2 separate regions of the Sus scrofa genome follow, and region 1 is linked to region 2. A link is a contact called in public HiChIP or PLAC-seq data. All regions are on one chromosome and are shown on one strand. Each heading gives the region's core, a stretch centred on a gene start, on an enhancer-like site or on the middle of the called end of the contact. The rest is flanking DNA. Distances are from core to core; before and after follow the strand shown.

Evidence for each region. HiChIP or PLAC-seq counts read pairs in DNA pulled down with a chosen protein or histone mark.
Region 1: a contact with region 2 is called in an H3K27ac HiChIP or PLAC-seq map of skeletal muscle, with 3 times the contacts expected there. The contact joins two enhancer-like sites. A contact is called at or near these places in 1 of 47 Hi-C or Micro-C datasets (embryonic fibroblasts) and 1 of 2 datasets of contacts at active chromatin or transcription factors (skeletal muscle).

Annotation. Positions count from the first base shown.
Region 1 is chr7:38,944,898-38,951,848 of Sscrofa11.1, reverse strand. No RefSeq gene overlaps it. Among named protein-coding and RNA genes, the nearest start is that of C7H6orf223, 45 kb to the left of the region's middle. Within about 2 kb of position 3,143, at least 8 of the 83 cell types and tissues checked have an H3K27ac peak or open chromatin away from gene starts, as enhancers often do. A contact at or near this core is called in skeletal muscle, where this site is marked.
Region 2 is chr7:38,643,714-38,649,845 of Sscrofa11.1, reverse strand. It overlaps MRPS18A (39S ribosomal protein S18a, mitochondrial), which reads left to right. Exons shown (of 7, transcript XM_021098784.1): 4 at 2,123-2,230; 5 at 4,657-4,780; 6 at 4,961-5,030. Among named protein-coding and RNA genes, the nearest start is that of MRPS18A, 11 kb to the left of the region's middle. Within about 2 kb of position 3,280, at least 11 of the 83 cell types and tissues checked have an H3K27ac peak or open chromatin away from gene starts, as enhancers often do. A contact at or near this core is called in skeletal muscle, where this site is marked.

The DNA.
Region 1 (6,951 bases), core at 1,894-4,393, 300 kb before region 2:
TCATTTTGATGCATGTGTTTATTATATGTGCTTATTATGTGTTTATTATATCATTTTGATGAATTGACCCATTCATCATTACAAGTCTCTGTCTTTAGTATGTTTTATTGTCTTAAAATCTATTTTATTTAATATTGATATAGACACTCGACTTATATGATGCTGTTTGCATGCTATATATATTTTCATTCTTTTGCTTGCAACCTATTTGTGTTTATGGATCCAAAATATCTCTTGTAGGAAGTGTTTAAATGAATCTGGTTTTTTTAAAATCTGGTCTGATAATGTTTAGGTCATGCACATTTAATCTAGTTACTGATATGCTTGGATTTCTCTCTGCAATTTTGTTATTTTTTTTCTATATGTTTCACGTCTTCTTTGGTTGTTGTGCTTCTGGTCTTCCTTTATTGTCTTCTTTTGTGGTAAATAAATTTTTCTCCAATGTCCAATTCCTTTGTTGTTGTTTCTTTATTGAATATTTGAATTATTAATCTCAGTTTTTCCAGAGATTATAATAGGTAACTTATCACAATATACATCAGTTTAACACTAATTCAATTCCAGTGAACCATCAAAACTTTGCTCCAATATAACTTAATTCCCTCTCTTACCCTTTATGCTATTATTATCACATATGTTGCATCCATATATGTTATAAATCAATGTGTTATAATTATTGTTTTATATGATCGTATGTCTTTTAAAAAACTTCTGAAAAGAAAGGAGAACAATACATTTATAGAATGTTTTATATTAACCCACATATTTATCATGTCTGGTCCTCTTCATTTTTTTCTGTGGATGGAGGTTATTGTCTGACATCCTTCTCTTTCCAGTATAATTCGATTCCCTCTTTACTTTATGAACCCAACAGTTGTTTTTTAAATCAGTTGAGAGGATAAAAAAGAAATGCATATTTGTAGTGTCTTTGTATTTGCCTATATGATGGCATTTTTTGGTGTTCTTTATTTCTTTTTTTTTTTTTTTTTTTTGGTCTTTTTGCTATTTCTTTGGGCCGCTCCCTCGGCATATGGAGGTTCCCAGGCTAGGGGTCCAATCGGAGCTGTAGCCACCGGCCTACACCACAGCCACAGCAACGCGGGATCTGAGCCGAGTCTGCGACCCTACACCACAGCTCACAGCAACGCCAGATGGTCAAACCACTGAGCAAGGGCAGGGACCAAACCTGCAACCTCATGGTTCCTAGTCGGATTCATTAACCACTGCGCCACGACGGGATCTCCCTTTATTTCTTCATATGGATTCAAGTTACTGTCTGGTGTCATTTCTTTTTACCCTGAAGGACTTCAGGTATTTTTTATAAGGCATGCCTGTTAGCAACAAATTCCCACTCTTTGTCTGGGAGTTTCTTATTTCACCTTCATTTTTGAAGGATACTTTTATTGGACAGACTTCTTCACTGACAGGATTTTTTTTCTTTCAGCACTTTGTCTTTTTTTTTTTTTTTTTGCCTTTTCTAGGGCCACTTCCTGCGGCACATGGAGGTTCCCAGGCTGAGGGTCTAATCGGATCTGTAGCTGCCAGCCTACACCAGAGCCACAGCAACGTGGGATCCGAGCCGCGTCTGCAACCTACACCACAGCTCACAGCAATGCCAGATCCTTAACCCACTGAGCAAGGCCAGGGATCGAACCTGCAACCTCATGGTTCTTAGTCGGATTTGTTAACCCCTGCGCCACGACAGGAACTCCCTCTTTCAGCACTTTGAGTATGCCATCTCCCTCCTTTTGGTCTCTATTCTTTTACTGGCACAAAATCAGCTGTTAATTTTATTGTGGTTCCCTTGTATGATGTATCTTTTTCCTCTTGCTACTTTCAGGATTTTCTCTGCTTCTGTCTTTCAACAGTTTCAGTGTGATGCCTATGGATCTTTTTTTATTACTGCCACTTGAGCTGTGTTTGAATGTGTAAAATAATATTTTTCACCAACTTTGGGAATTTGGGAACCATTATTTCCTCAAATATTTTTCTGCCTTTCTCTCCTCTTCTCCAGAACGCCATTAAGTGCACATTTTATGTTCAGTGATGTTCTGCAGGTATCTGAGCCTCTGTTAATTTTTCTTTATTCTTTGTTTCTTTCTGTTCTTTAGACTGAATAATCTCTGTTGCTCTATTGCCGATTCTTTAATCTCCCAGCTCAAAAGATGCTACTGAAACCCTCTAGTGAATTTTTATTTCAGCTATTTTACTTTTCAACTCCAGAATTTCTTTATGTATATATTTTGTCTCTTTATTGATATTGTGTGTGTGTGTGTATGTGTATATATTGGTCAGAAATTGTGCTTAAATACCTTGATCCATTTAGGATCCAAGGCGTCTGTGTACAGGTTGGGGAACACATTCAAGATTTAGGCAGTTTATGGAGTTCCCATCGTGGCTCAGTGGTTGGTGAATCCGACTAGGAACCATGAGGTTGCAGGTTCAATCCCTGGCCTTCCTCAGTGGGTTAAGGATCTGGCGTTGCCGTGAGCTGTGGTGTAGGTTACAGACGCGGCTCGGATCCCGCGTTGCTATGGCTCTGGCGTAGGCCAGCGGCTACAGCTCCGATTAGACCCGTAGTCTGGGGATGTCCATATGCCGCAGGAGCAGCCCTAGAAATGGCAAAAAGCCAAAAAGAAAAAAAAAAAAAAAAAAGAAGATTTAGGCAGTTTAGGAGTTCCCGTGGTGGCTCAGTGGGTTAAGGATTCAGCGAGGCCGTGAGCTGTGGTGGAGGTTGCAGACGTGGCTCGGATCCCGCGTGGCTGTGGCTGTGGTGTAGGCTGGTAGCTGTTAGCTCTGATTCAACTCCTAGCCTGGGAACCTCCACCTGCCGTGGGTATGGACCTAAAAAAGCAAAAAGAAGAAAAAGAAAAAAATTAGGCAGTTCACCTATCTGTCTCAACTCTTACTCCCTGTGTGTTTAGCCAGGGATGGGCAGATAGCTGAAGCCCCCTCCAGTCTCCTCTTAGGGTTCATGCAACTTCCCACAACCCTAGAGATGCATGGGAGCTTATCTAGGCTCCCTATAGCTTTCTTGTTCCTGGATATCCCTGTGAAATGTTTTGTAGTTCTGCTGATTTGTCACTTGCCCCAACTAGTATGCTACCTCAGGCCAGCTGTGTCATTGGCCTTAACAGACGTAATTAGAAAGAAATAGACTTTAGCTGAGCACATGCTCTGATCATATTTCTTGATAAGGGTGCACAGTGCAATAAATGTGGCAATGGCTGGTCTACTTTTGGGCATCTCTACCTGGTCTGCCCTGGCTGGGGGCTCCGTCTGGATGGTGAGCTCTGGATCGGGCATCCCTTGGGTGGGGTCTAGGGGACACCTGAGAAGAGCTGTTGCAGCAACTGGATTCTCTGGAAGGCATCTCAGGGGCCAGTGGTGGTCATCCAAGGTAGTTGAACTTGACTCCCTAGGACAGCCGGCCATGCAGGGATGCAGGCCTGGCTGCTCTGTCAGCAGGCCTGGGGTGGGGAGCCAGGTGCCCTCCATGCTGGCTTCCAGCCATCAGAAGCCTGCCAGGCACTCAGGAAGGAGATCTAGCAGAGCCAAGAGAACGTTCAATTCTCTCAGGTCAGGGCTGCCAGCAAGGTGGGGGTGGGTCACCCTGGAAGCGACTGGCTCCTGCCCCAGATGCCCAGGCTGGAGAGGGCTGGGACCTGCGGCCTCCTTGGGCCCCCGGGTACTTACTTAGAAGACAAGGAGTCAGAGAACAGTCCCTCCCCCTGGGTACTGCCCCGTCCTTGGGGTGGGCACGTAGAGAGGCCTGTGCCCATGAGCTGAAGGTCAGTATGCAAGCACTGCGGGTGGGAGGGGTGGAGGGAAGAGGGGAAAGCTGGGCTGACAGTCACGTAGGCTGATGTCATTGGTCACTCCACCTCCCCGAAGTATCACTTTCCTCATGGCCAAGCCCACAGCTGAGTTCAGGGGGCAGTCACGTCCCATCCCTGGCTCTTAGGCTGCTCGCTGCACTGACTCTCGGGCTGCTGAGGTCAGGATGCCACTGTGTAGCCTCACTCAGCCCCAAAGGTGGGGAAGGGGAGCCTATGACGTGGTGGGCGTGGCAGGGACAGGTGCCCGGGGTCTAGGAGGGACTGGGCTGCTGAGAAGGTGTCCCGGGGTCCCTCGGGGGTGAAGGTGGGTTTACATCACAGGTGAGCAGCGCCGCAGTTCAGGAACTCTCAGTCTGAATGGGGAGATGCCCCCTGCCTGCAGGCAGCTCCCAGTCTGAGGGCGATGACAGAGCCCTCGCCCTTAGGGAGTTTCCAGTCTGATGGGAGAGATGGTCCCTGTTCTCGGGGAGCCCCTGACTGTGATGGAGGAGACGGTCCCCGCTGACAGAGACAGCAGCCGTGTCTGAGCTAAGCATGGTGGTGGCTGGGATTGGAACCCCCTTCCCTGTTCTCTCCTCTAGTGTAAGGCTCCCAGGTCACCCAGAGCAGCTCCTTTGGAGGATCTGTTGCCCAGACACGGGGAGGACCCGGCAGGTGCCCTGCATGTGACGGGCCACATGCGATAGGGAGGGGCTGCCAGAGCCTAAGTGCAGACAGACAGCGGCGTCCCCGTGTCTGAGCGCGTCCTTGGGGCTGGGTCCAGCAGAGGGAGCTGGCAGCCAGCGGGAGCTAAGCAAGCCAGCCCTGACCCCAGAGATGGCCTTGAGGCGCTCCTGCTGCCCACCCAGGGTGAGGGACTCACCCTACAGCTGAGCCAGAGTGTCGGCAGCTTATGTGGGGGCCCAGGCCTCCTCAGCCCACCCCAGCACCCAGGCCTGCCCTGCAGGGACCCCTCGGCAGAACCCCAAATTCCACACTTCCCCCTGGGCTTGTGGAGTCCATTCCACAATCCCCGGGACAGGTGGAAAGACAGGGGTCAGAGCTCTGGGTGTGAGTTCTGCTCCCTCTTTTACTAGTTCTGTGACTCTGGGCAGGTTCTAGCATCACTCTGGGCCTCAGTTTCTTCATCTGTAAAATGGGCTGCTGTGGAGGGAAAAATGCATGGAACGTGCCTGGCACAGAGTGGCTGCCAGGTAGGCAGCTTCCCTTCTCCTCACTGCATTCCTCTCTGCTTCACACAGGGGCACCTCCTCAAGCTGAGGCCAAAAGGCTGAGGGGAAAGCCAGCCAAGGTCAGGTGGCGCTAACCAGGGTGGGCTTCCTTTAGAGATGAGATGTGAGTTGGGTCTAGGGAGATGCTTGCTCTCAGCCCCTAACACAGACACGCCAAGCTGCCACCAGAATGAAGTGGCACTGAGGGCACAAGGGGCAGGACCCCATCGGCTCTTCCCTTAGCACCATTCCACTCCTGTGCCCCCGGCTGCAGGTCAGCTCTTAGCAGGACTTGCTGGACTCTTGCCACCCCAACGGTGCTGAGGTCTCTTTGGGGCATGTTGCTCTCTGGGTGTCCCCTCCCTTTCTTGCTCAACAGATTTACTGAGTACTCACTATGTGCCAAGCCCTCTTCCAGGCCCAAGAGAGACAGCCATGAGCCAAAGCGACAGAGGCCCTTCGGCTACAGCTCCGATGAGACCCCTAGCCTGGGAACTTCCATATGCCGTGTGTGCGGCCCTAGAAAAGACAAAAAGACAAAAAACAAAACAAAGCAAAACAAAAAGTGACAGAGGCCCTTGACCTCATGGAGCTGGCATTCTAGTGGAGGGCGAAAACCTGGAACAAAAGAAATATCTTAGAAGGTGGTAAGTCCTCTGAAGGAGAATGAAGAGGGAGGACGGATGGGGTATGGGAGTAAGGGGGTGACGCAATAGAGAAAAGGCCACACTGAGAAGGTAATGCTGGAGTAAAGATCTGAAAGAGGGATCCGTGTGCAAAATGAGGGGAAAACATTCTGAGAGTGGGAAAAGCATGTGCAAAGGCCCTGGGGTGCTTGCAGAGCTAGCTTGTTGGAGGAGCAGCAAAGGTGTGGAAGGGATGAGGGAGGGAACAGTGGCAAATGAGGCCAGAGAAGTAGAAGGGACCAGATCCTGGGGGACTGGACTCCCAGAGGTCAAAGGATGTATCTGGGGACACTTCCTGGGATGGAGTGGAAGGCCCGCAGGACCCCAACCCAGAACCTGCCCCTACCCGCCACTGCCCTGGAGCATCTAAGCAGAGGGGTTTAGCCCAAGACCCACCATCTCCCAAGAGACCCCAGCTGAGCATGTCAAACTCTGGTCCCACCCTTCAGAGGAAAGGCTGAGGTCCTGGGGTTGAGGGAATATGAGTTGAGAGCTGGCGAGACTGAGTGACCCCTGGCCCCCACGGTCCCTGGCTGTGCTGCAGGAGAGTGGAGGTAGCTGTGGCCCCCAGGTGTGTGCTGCTTCTGCACCTGTGTGGCCACCTGCTGCTCAGTCTTCATCTCTGGGCCAGGTGGGCCACCAGGGGAGAGGGGCTGCTAGCGGGGCCAGGCCCAGCCTCCACCCCCAGGCCAAACACAGCCCCCCCCCCCACCCCCCTGCAGAAAACAGATCTGGAAGATCCACAGAGCTTTCCAGAGCTCAAGCCTCCTGCTCTGGTGGAGGAGGCTCAGAGTGGGGTCCTGCTCCCAGCCCTGCTCACTCGAGGCCTTGGCTCCCTCTCTGGCCAGCAATGCTGCCTCTGCCTGCCGGCTCCTGGGAGGCCCTGGCTCCTGGGGCAAGAAAGCTGCAAAAGAGCAAAATGTTCTGCAAATTCACCACCCTTCATAGCTGGGTGGCCTCTCTCCTCTGATCTTGAATGCCCAGGAACCATACCTCTCACCTGGGCACAGCTCACTTTGCCCTTGGACTGATAATCATCCATGCACATTTTTTTTTTTTTTTTTTTTTTTTTTTTTGTCTTTTTTGTTGTTGCTATTTCTTGGGCCGCTCCCGCGGCATATGGAGGTTCCCAGGCTAGGGGTCGAACTGGAGCTGCAGCCACCGGCCTACACCACAGCCACAGCAACGCAGGATCCGAGCCGCGTCTGCGACCTA
Region 2 (6,132 bases), core at 2,031-4,530:
ATATTCTTTGGCAAGTGATAGTCAGTTTTCCAAAGGGAAGACCAAGGTAATGGCAAGACCAGAGAGAGTGAGTTGACCCCGGGCCAGAAGCCTGGATCTCTCTGTCTTTCCTTTCTGCCTAGGATGACGAAGCGCCTCCTTCAGTGATGTCGTTAGAAGGTGACATTCTCTGGGCCCTGAGCTCATAGCTGGCGCCCTGGCTTGTCTGCTGGTGAGAAAGTTAGAAAAGTTCTTCACACACCCACTCCCTCCCTTCCCTCACCCGGCCCATCTCACTGCCCTTCCTCCAGGAGTCACGGGGCCTAGATTATCCTATAATCCCTAAAAGACAACGTTGTTTTCACATGGCCTTCCACGCCTCCAAGAAATCCTCAACCACTCCACAGAAGCTCCCAGAAGCCTCTGTAGCTTCCATGTCAACCAGGGATTTAACCCCTCTGGCAGCCAGCCAAGCTCCATCCTCCCCAAGGCTGTCTTATCCCCGGGACAGGCCCTTAGAGTTTCCTCTTTGGGTCCCCCCGCCCCCAGCACTCCCTCCCTCAGCCTTTTCACTGCCTAGCTTCAAACCAGTTCTTTCTAGGGACCCCCATCCCCTGCGGGCACCTTTTTTGGTTCCCTTATTCAAAGCCGAAGCAAGCATTCATCCTGTAAACTCCGTGCTGACGGAGAGAAACACATCTGGGTTTTGAGAGTAAAGAGTGTGTTTCCTGTGGGGCATGAATTCGCTATTTGTGGAATGAACACAGAGGCCTGCGAGAGCCTGGGGGGAGGGAGCCCAGCCATGCCTGGAGAGGCACAGCGTGGCTGACTTGGGGTGTTATTCATTCTTTAGGGTCTTGCTTTCTTCTTCAGTGGAATGAGATCATGATGCCGCCCTCATTAGGTTGAGGGGTTAAATGAGATATAAGTGGACCATTATTAGCACAGAGCCAGGCCATATAGTGGGGGGGTCAGCAAACATTACTCTCTCCCCACCCCCCCAGGCCCACCTTAACCCCCCTTAAGACCTTCTGTGTGCCTGCGCACTTTCCCCAGCACTTGTCTCCAGTTCTGGCTCGCTGCAGTAGCTTTGGCAGAAAGGTAGTGGCAGCGACCTGCACGGCCAAGCCTTGCTCTGGCCCCCTTCGCCTTTTGCAATTCTCCCCCCCAGGACAGCGTTACTTCCCTCCCAAAGCCTCTCAAACCTGTCCCAACCTTACTCTCATAATCCGTGGCCTCAATCAGCAAGGCTTTCTGAATTCCCCCTCCTGCAATTGGAGCTGACTCCCCAAGCATTGGTTTATTGCACTTGGTAATTCCAAGTCTGTGTCACAGGATACAGCAGCCACGGTGAAGGTCATTTCACACCTGGCCTCGACAGGGCTTGAACAGTGGCATCCAAAGTGATAGGATCACGTCCTCCCCTTGTGTTTTATGAGAGGGGAGAAGGGGGTGCACGCGGCCATCTTCTTTGGCCTAGACCTGTTCTCTCAGGCCAGCACTGTTGGCATTTTAGACTGGCTGATCCTCTGTTGTGGGGACTGACCTCTGTGTTGTAGAAACTTCCCACTAGAGGCCAGTAGCTCCCCATCCCCCTGTGGAGACGATCAGAGATGTCTGTCTCAGTCATTGTCCAGGGTCCCCTGGGAGGCAAATCATGCCTGGCTGAGGACCACTGGCATAGACTTATCCCCGTCAGCTAACGTGGAAGCTGCTGTTTCCTCTGAGAAGGATACGTGGGATGGAAGACAGACTGCCTTTGGGCGCCACATCCTTGCACAGTTTGAAACTTTTTACCATGTGCATTTATGACTTTTTCCCAAAGCAGGCAGAGGGCTCCGTAATGTTGTGGTGCTTTTGTCTTTTTGAGGAAGGAAAAGTAGCAGTTAGCTGATACAGCAAAGCCCCCTCCCTCTTGCCACCAACATTGTCTGGTTTCTACTATCCTTGCAGGCCACCCCAAAGCCTAGCATCCAGCAACTGCAGAGCCACCACCACAGTTAGGCGGAGAGACCCATTGGCTGCTCCCACGAGGCCCCCAGAGAGGAAGGCTCACCAGCATTTCCTACCACTTGGGGGGCTGCCTGGGGACCAGAGGCTCCACCCAGCCCTCTCCCTCACTGGCTGTCTCTCTGCCTCCTAGATCGAAGGCCGAATCACAGAGACTCCCCAGGAAAGTCCAAACCCCCCCAACCCCACTGGTCAGTGCCCCATCTGCCGCTGGAACCTGAAGCACAAGTATAACTACGAGGTGAGTCTGAGCACAGACACACATTTGCACATTGAGGAGCTCGTGTTGCCCCTGGGCTTAAGCAGCATCTCATGAAGCCACCAAGACAGAAGCATCTTGTCCGGCGCTCTCCCTCCCGGCTGCACATCAATCACTGGGAAGGGAGTTCCCTGGTGGCCTGGCAGTTAAGGACTCACTGTTGTCACTGCTGAGGTCTGATCCTTAGCCCAGGAACTTCCACATGCCATGGAAGCAGCTAAAAACAAAAACAAAAAAAATACAGGGAGGTTTAAAAAATGTTCAGGCTCCACCCCCCAGACATTGACTCCAGCGGCCTGGGCTAGAGCCCAGCCATCATTATTTTGGAAAGCGCCCTAGGTGATTCTAACGTGCAGCAGGGTAGAGAGTCAGTGACTTAGTTCGTGTGATTCAGACCACCAGGGCCCTGGGGCCCAGTCTCAGGGCTGTGTTCCTGGGAAGCCGGGGGCGGGGGGGCCGTGCGGGGATCAGGATCTGGGTTTGGCTTCCTCCTTCTGTACGGAGGGCATATCGGGAGAGCCCCAGGGTGATCTGAGGGCCCATTACTCTCTTTCCACATTGGACTTACAGAGACCTGTTTGCTGTGGCTCTTCCACAGCCGTGTGTCATGGAGAGATGGCGAGAGAGAAGTGTGTGTGAGCTGCATGCAGTGCTGCTCTGTGTGAAAGCACCTCCATGCCCTCATTCACTTAGTTTTCACAGTATCCCCATCAAGTGGGTACTGTATTTATAAATGAGGAAATGTGAGGCATGGCGAAGTTAATGAGCTAGTGAATGTCAGAGCTGGGACGCAAACTCGGGGGTACAAAACCCAGGCAGGCCTGGGTCCCTGCTACCGTTCTCCATCATCTAGAGATGGGGCAGGCCCGGGGCAAGACACAGCCCTGGAGAAACCCTCACTTGTCCTTCAGTGTTCTGTGGGTGATATTAAGCACCCTATTTTTAGGTTTCAGGTGATTCAGGCTCTGGGCCAGTGTGACCTGCAGGTTGTCCCTGTGCCCCTCTGTGGAATAGGATGACTAAGGGCAGAGATCCTGGTCAGGTGGTGAGAGCAGGAGAGGCCACATGCCCATGGGATCTGAACAGAACAACCCAACTAATCTCCTGGGCTGGGAGCCTTGGCTTCAGGCCACCCCAAGGTGGGGGTGGGGGGTTCTGCCCTGCCCGGGCCTTCTGCTTCTGGCCACCTGGAGTAGCAGGGAACTTGCAGGCCACGGGGCAGTGTGCTCAGCTTCTTGTGACGTGGAAGTTAGTGGGGTGGTGGCCCTGCTTGGCATCCCAGCTGCAGGTGAGGAGGTGACTCCCCACCCCCACCCCACATGCCTGGCCACCGGAGAGCACTCTTCCTACCAGCCATTTCCAAGAAATGGACTTGGCTCTGTTTATTCAGCAGGAGAAATCCAATCCCCTCCAAGGTGAAGCCTGAAGAAGTTGTTTTCGTTTTACCCCTTCCTGCTCAGGACACCACCAGCCTGGCTGCACAAAGCTATCGGCTTGTTTGGCAGCCTGCAGTGGGGGCGCTGAGGCTGTGAGCCCAGTGTATTAGCCCTGGATAATCCAATCCAAATTCTTTTTTATCAGATTCTGAAGATTACAGGGGTGGGGATTGGGGGCCTGGGTCCCCTGGGAGCTGTCCAGTGACTAAAACAAATCTGCGGTTATGCAGCAAGGGAGCAAGGGAGCGAGGCGCCTGCCAGGGCAGCGAATCAGTTTGTGAACCAGGACTTTGCAGAAGGGCAGGCCACGCCCCTCGGGGTAGGCGGGGCGGGAGACTTATTTAACCCCCTCAGCCAGATGGTGAGAATTGGGAGGGAAAGTGGTCTCTCTTGATTCTGGCTCTGTTTATCCCTCTTTCCTTAATTCAATACAAAGCAGTCTGATGGCTCAAAGAAAGCCCAAGAATCCATTTACATCTGGTCCCGAGGGTTTGGAAAGACCTGGGATTTAACCTCTCAACCCTGGCCCCTTCGTCTTCAGCTCGTTGCTGCCTGGGGCTTCAGAGGGAACAGCAGACTGTAGGGGGCTCTCCAAGGGTCCTCTAGCCTGTGGCTCGTAGGCTGGGGCAGAAGAGGTGCAGGTTTTCCCCTCTTGGGCAGAAATACAGAACATACCCCTGCGACACCCAAGAAAAGCAGACCTTTCATCACCAGGGAAGGTGTCGGTGTGTTCTCGTTCGCTAACCTAGTCTCTGAAAAGACCATCTCACGGAGGAGCTGAGCGCTCTTGGGGTGGTAAGAGGGTCAGGAAATCTAGCTAAGTGGGGATTGAAGTCTTAGGAGGGTGGAGGCCGCAGGCCCATGCGCAAAGCTCTGTGGAGGGATTTGGTCTCAGGTCGGTTCCAGAGGGAGGCTTCAGCCCCTTGCAGTCCCTCCAGATGACTCTCCTCTCCTATTTTCTGTTACCACCAGGATGTTCTGCTGCTCAGCCAGTTCATCCGGCCACACGGGGGCATGCTGCCCCGAAGAATCACAGGCCTGTGCCAGGAGGAGCACCTCAAAATTGAGGAGTGTGTGAAGATGGCCCACCGGGCAGGTAGAAGGCCCCTCGGGGCTAAGAGGGCATGGGGCTGTGGGCACCACTTCCACCCTCCAGCTGCCCCATGGTCCGGCCCCTCCTGGACTGGCTTCATGACACGCACCCGCCTGGGCCAGCCTCCCACCCCCTTGGGCTTTCCCTCCAGCCATCCCCTTAAGTACTCCTCCCTCCACTCAGGTCTGCTCCCAAATCACAGGCCGAAGCTTCCTGAAGGATTTGTTCCAAAGAGCAAACCCCGACTCAACAGGTAAGCCACCTTGGGTGTCAGCACCCAGAGAGTTCTGCAGGCCCTCGGCCCTCGCTGGGGAAGCCGCCTCCTGGAGCTCATCCCACGGCTCAGAAAAGCCAGAGTGCTCCACCCCCCACCCCCCCACTCCCCATGCTCGGTTCCACACTGCAGTTGCCGCTGTGTGTGCCTCTGTTACCCTCCCAGCCATCCTCGGCCCCCCTCCTTGGCTCTCCCCCGCCCTTAGCATGGGGTAAAGGGGTAAGAAGGTCTGCTGCTCGGGCATTAGAATGTGCTAATCCTCTGTTTATGACATCATACTGGGTTGCTATGGGAATGTCAGAGCACTTCTACAAACCTTCAGTCATAGCACCGGGGTTATTAAAGGGCAGAATGAGGCCTTAGAAATGGAAATGAGAGGGCTCTCGTGGCAGGGCCGCTGGGTAGAGCTCTACAAATCCGACACTGCAGAACTTCAAGGCTGCCTCCACGTCGACTAGGTTGCGAATAGTGCTCCTAGAGTTGTGCAGTCAACGACCTGCACAGCTACACGTGGCGCTCCATGAGGTCCCGAGGTTCTACAGAGGAGGAGAGGAAGGCCCCTAGATCCTGGAATCCGTCAGTCTGCCTTCCAGCCTAAGCAGGGTGGCCCCTCTGGTGTAGAAATAGATTCTTGTTTGACACCCAAAAAGTCATCTCTGATGATACCACATCACATACTCCTAGCACTACAGTATCCCTTTGTTGAGAGTAGGTCTGTGTCTGTAAAGTTGATGTTGGTGTTTTTTCTTGTTCCCCCCATCAGTGGCCCCTCCCTCCTTCAGCCTGTCCTGACACCACTGAAACTGTGGTCTGTGGTTAAAGCAAAGCAAGACACTCTGCCCGCAGCAAACCTCCTAGGCTGATCCCCAACAGAAGCCAGGCATGGAGCATAGGAGGCCATGGATTGCTGGGCTGGGGGCACAGGGCCAGCACTAAGGCTTCACGCACGCCTGGCCACCTGCACCGCCCACACTGCTAGCTAGGCCATCTGCCAGCAGCCCTGAGGGAATGGGACATATTAACCTCTTTCTGTCTTTCCCAAAAGTGCTGTGGACCATTTGGGGGTTGAGCCCACCCCCGC